Linked DNA regions of Capsicum annuum: region 2 is linked to region 1. A link is a contact called in public Hi-C data. All regions are on one chromosome and are shown on one strand. The core of a region is the stretch at or near the end of the contact, and the rest is flanking DNA. Distances in the headings are between cores, read along the strand shown.

What was found. A called contact is a pair of places that touch in the nucleus more often than the background predicts.
Region 2: a Hi-C map of leaf shows a contact between it and region 1, with 2.6 times the contacts expected there. The contact joins two enhancer-like sites. A contact is called at or near these places in 3 of 5 Hi-C or Micro-C datasets (bud, leaf and placenta).

Annotation. Positions count from the first base shown.
Region 1 is chr9:211,473,370-211,476,069 of UCD10Xv1.1, forward strand. LOC107841044 (protein argonaute PNH1) reads right to left here. Exons shown (of 24, transcript XM_047396515.1): 21 at 2,695-2,700; 22 at 2,506-2,600; 23 at 2,391-2,422; 24 at 1,601-1,998. The coding sequence ends at 1,826. Among protein-coding and RNA genes, the nearest start is that of LOC107841044, 20 kb to the right of the region's middle. Within about 2 kb of position 1,397, at least 1 of the 5 cell types and tissues checked has an H3K27ac peak or open chromatin away from gene starts, as enhancers often do. A contact at or near this core is called in leaf, where this site is marked.
Region 2 is chr9:211,507,164-211,509,863 of UCD10Xv1.1, forward strand. No RefSeq gene overlaps it. Among protein-coding and RNA genes, the nearest start is that of LOC107841044, 14 kb to the left of the region's middle. Within about 2 kb of position 1,383, at least 2 of the 5 cell types and tissues checked have an H3K27ac peak or open chromatin away from gene starts, as enhancers often do. A contact at or near this core is called in leaf, where this site is marked.

The sequences.
Region 1 (2,700 bases), core at 147-2,646:
CCTATAAGATAATATCAATAAATAAGTATATTTTATTTAGACAAAATTAAAATTGTAAATAATTTTTTTTGTTTATTTCTTATGAATTTTAAAAGAAAGACAAATATTTTAGATGAAATTTATCCATGTTGTTTGTCAAAAAAGAGTCTGTTCTTTTTTAGAATATTTTATCGTTCAAAACTCTCAATTATAAATGCACACAAATTACTTATAAGATGACTAGAATTTTATGTATTTGAGAAAATATTTTTATTTTTCAACACTCCAAATATCATGTTATTATTCCTATATTCTAAAAGTATTTAAACCTCAAATACGATAGAAATCCTATATATATAAATAAAACATTATCTTGCTAAGTAAAACAGAAGATATAACTTTGAAACGAGAAAATATAAATCAACTAAAATAAAAATAAGAAACTTTTATATAAACTTTTTATAAATAATTGAAAATACAAATAATTTATAAGTTCAAAGTGCATCAAAGTTATTACCCATTAGATTAAGTTTTATTTATGGTCAATGTAATTTTTTTTATATCATTAGACTATATTTACCTATTATAACAGGTAATTTGTGTTATTTTTAAGATGAGGATTTTTAAAATTTTACTTAAATCCAACTCATGATCTCCCACTCATAAAGCTAGAAAGAAAGAGAGAGAGATATTCTATCTCCACCACAAGGATGGAGAATAAGCTTTATTACACTCATCATATATATATTGACATGTAAAGTGAATTCTGGATGTGGCAACACAAAAAGTTAGTAAAATTCAGCCAAGCTTATGGCTTTGCACATTCCTCATGTAACATTACACACTTTTTAACGTGTCAAAATGAATCCACACTTGCCTCTTTCCTTTATATAAGCATTTAGTTTCCTCACCAATTCAAACCACAAAAAAACCATATTTTATTTTCTATATCAAAGAGATCATACAACATTCAATATCATCTCATATTTCAATATTTCTATTTTCTAAGTAGAGATATATAGAATGTCTATCATTTTCAAGATTATTGGGTACGAGAAGAGAGAGTCTTGTTTAGACAGAGATGATGATGGAGATCATGACTATTGTCCTGCAGCATCCTTGGAAGGAGATGACGATGATCGAGACCATGATTATGCTCCTGCAGCATCCTTGGAAGGAGATGGTGATGATGGAGACTATGATTATGCTCCAGCTGCATGAATTAATATTCATTGGATGCTCGTTGCAATTAATTTAGATTAGATGCCATGTTGATTGTAGCTTGAAATTAGAATGTTAATTTCTTGACTCTGATTATTATATTGTGGGAGAATACATAATGAAGACCCCCTAAATTAGTTAGACACTTAAAATTTGCGGGGGTCTAGTACTCGTGAACAACTTTTAAGAGGCGTGAAACAATATAATATACCACTAAAGGATGTGGTGCAACGGATGAGACTGCTTATTTCTTAATGAGAGGTCTCTGTTTCGAGCTCTGTGGATGAAAAAAATCTTTTGGTAAGGAGCGGTTTCTACAAATGAGTCATACGTGGTGCGAATCTGGACTAGTCGGGCTCTAATGAGGGTACCGGATGCCGAAGGGAAACCAATAAAAGGAACAATATAAAATGGCAAAGCTATTCATCTGATTCCTAAACATTAAACTAGACATTGTACATGTATTACACAAAGCAGAGACATCTATTACAAAATTTCTTATTGAAATTTGTTCCCTACTAGTTACAATATGAACATAGCATTTCATAATTAGAACCCTATCCTAATTTTCATACATGTACTGACTACTACTACTACTACTATGTAACATTCAACATTCAACCTTCTAGCAATAGAACATCACATTCTTAACCTTCTCTTTCAACGCTGGTAGTGGCCGGACATTGACAGAACCATTCGTTGCACGCGTGCTACGCATTGAACCATTTCCATGTGAGTCAGGTTCCACGTAGAAACGCGCTCTATAGGCCGCCAAATGTGCATAATATGCGGGAGGAACTGCATCCACAACAAAAAACGATTGCTAGAATGTTTAGAGAACGATATGTTTACTATCTGCTTCAGCACTAGTATCCAAATACGTAATTTTTATTGCTTATAGAATGAGTTCCAGCACTAGAAGTGGTTCAGACACTTATGTTTATCAACTAACTCAAACGAGCTCATAATGTCACGACAAAGTAAGTTGATGGCTAGCATAAAAAAAGTCTAATGCAGTCTACTCAAATGATCTAAACAAAGCAAAATGGATGAAGAGGATTTATATAGCAGACCCTAAATAATTTGAAGTAAACGCGTATGTTGAATGACTGAGATAGACGAAGAATGAATGCAAGTACATGTAAAACAAGCCTTGTAATTGTCTTAGGAGAGGGCTATAGAAATTTTACCTACTGAAACAGATCGAGTGCATCGAGCATATCTGCAATTTATCCAACAGTCACTAAGGTTGAATTTTCCGAAAAACTGAAATAGAAAGCAACATTTGGAATCAACATTGCTTACGTGTAACAAAGGTTGTTTGTCAAAGACTGCATTTCATCCGCGGAAAAATTATTTTCATCCCAGAGAACATGATAGTGTGCAGGACGACTAGTTCCCTGCAAATCCAAAATAAAGACTCGTATTTATAATGTGATATCTTATATTCGACTTGATAAGACATACAAACACATCAAATGCTTAGTACTTCACCTGAAT
Region 2 (2,700 bases), core at 133-2,632, 34 kb after region 1:
ATTGAGTTTGAGTTTCAAGAATAGAGAATTTCTTGATATGAAGCATTACATCTATCTTAATAGATGTACTTGACGTGAAATTTCAACTAGTCGAGTCAACGAATTTTTGATATCGAATATAATATTACCCTCTTTTACAATAATTAGTTCTTAATCATAGTAGTAATTGATGGTGAAAGGACATGAGCTCCCATGATGAAAAATGATTTTTTTTTACCCTTTCAATGAGTTGGATCTCATGATATGTAGTCATTAATGCATTATTTTGAACTTAAAATTACAACGAAGCAGATGTGCTGGAATGAATAGAATCTCATTATCTCTAGTTAAAAGTGTTGAGTTTGAGTTTCAAGAATTGAGAATTTCTTGACATGAAGCATTATATCTATCTTAATAGATGTACTTGACTTGAAATTTCAACTATTCGAGTCAACAGATTCTGATCTCGAATAGAACCTTAACGTATTATATGTAACATTACACTTTTTGACATTAGTTAGTTCTTAATCATAGTAGTAATTGATAGAGAAAGGACAGTTTCCATGATGAAAAAGGATTTGTTTTTTTCCTCCTTTTTATCTTGTTTAATGAGTTGGATCTCATGTATAGTCACTAATGTATTATTTTTAAATCTTAAAAGTACCACTAAAACGGATGTGATGGAATGAGTGAAATTCCGTGATCCTTGATTAAAAGAATCGGATTTAAATTTCGAAAATAGACTTCTTGATTTGAAGCATTATATCTATTTTAATAGACCAACTTGACGTGAATTTTAATTAGTCGAGTCAACAGATTTCTGATATCGAATAGAACCTTAAAGTACATGTAAGATTACCCTTTTGACATTAGTTCTTAATCATTGTAGTAATTGATAGAGAAAGGACAGTTTACATGATGATGATCCTCTTTCCTCCTTTTAAAAATCTTGTTCAATGAGTTGGATATCTCATGAATAGTAACTAATAATGCATTATTTTGAAACTTAAGTACAACAAAAAGAAATTGATGAGAAGGAATGAGTGAAATGTCGTTATCCTTAATTAAGGATTGGCTTTGGGTTTCAAGAATGGAGAATTTTTGTATAGAGTACGCCCATACTTTAGTTCTTTATTAGGAGCCTACAGGGAAGTTTCATTCGCGAAAGTTCAATTAGCTCAGGTTATTGAGGGAGGTGGTAAGTAACGAATCCTTGTTATTTTCAATTGCCTTAAGAGAAACAATGTAATAAAATATCGCCTCCTCCGCACTTCTTTTTCTTTTTTCTATTTTTCATTTTAGAATAGAGAAAGAGTAGAAACTAGGAGTACACTCCCTAGAAGATTTGCACCGGACTCGCCAACTATCTTGAAACTTCATCGTTTGCGGGGGCAGGAGTTGGAAAGAGCACTTCGCAAGAGAATCGTAGGACGTGGTGAAAGGTTTGCCATTGGATTTTCTGATCCTTCAGGTCTTCACCTACTTGTGGGATGGGGGTTTCTTGATATTAAGGTATCAAGCTGGTTGAAGAAGGCCACAAGTGAAAGTAACTTATGCTTTGATCATTAAATTGATTCTTTGTTGTCAGTCTATGCTTGTTGCCATGCTGGCAAAATAAGAGTTTCGGTCGATTTTACCTACTATTGGATTTGAACTAATGACTCTCGCCGCTGAGTCAAGTAGGTCAAGTTGAATCAAGTCACCTTATAAGAGAAAATCGTGTAACTAAAGTAGCCCTTACTATAAAAGGGGACAGAGCAGTAAAAAGAGAAAGCATTATCACTATATGAAATGAAGCAGCGGCTTGTATGCTAAGTTAAGATCAATCAATGTTCGAATGTAAAGTCTTTCTTTCTCGATCGTCTGTCTTAATAAGTGTATTCCGTTTCATGCAGTCCTTCTTTGTTGCATTTCTTTTCACTCCCCACTCTCAATCATAAAAAAATCTCAGGAGTAGTAAAAGGAAGTACGACGAGTCCAAGTAAAAATAAATTGACTAAGAAATAAGGTATACAATAAAGGATCAATTTATTTAACAAGATTTTTTTGGATCAGACCAGGATGATAAATGAGTTGTTTTGACCTCTTGCTTGGATGTAAGACTTCCACTGCTAAAAAGTGTCCCACGCCACCTTTCGTGAACAACTATGTCTGAAAATGAATTTTGATGTAGCACCGAATAAGCCACAACTCTATTCCCGACTCTAAGTCCATAAAAAACTTTAAAGGAGATAGAATAGGGGCCCTATTAGAGCACTGAAAAAGCTAAAAGCCTATTGTCTGTTTGTGACACAAACCTCAATACTATGTAACTGAAAAAATTATTCCAGAAAAAATGGACAAAAGTTAGGAGAGGTGCTTCAGTGATGCATCGACATGACTCAAGAAAATAATCTTCTACGACCACTTACAAAATCTGAATAGAAAAAAAATGATCTTTTTCAATTCTCTTGTATGTTATTTTCAGAGCACTTATATATAAAAATGATATCAAATTTAAAACAAATTTTTAAAGAATAAAGAGTCAACCAACTAATCGAGCTAACTATGTAAAGATTTTTAAAAGTTCAATTACAGGTTGGCTTGGTCATTTTGATTTAGTTTGGCACTTCCTAAACATTTTTTTTAAGAGAAATTTTTGATTTTTCCAAGTCTAGTTTCTTGGGAAAAAAGTATTCATTGTGAGTATTGATTGGGCCTCCATAATTTGTTTGTTGGGAA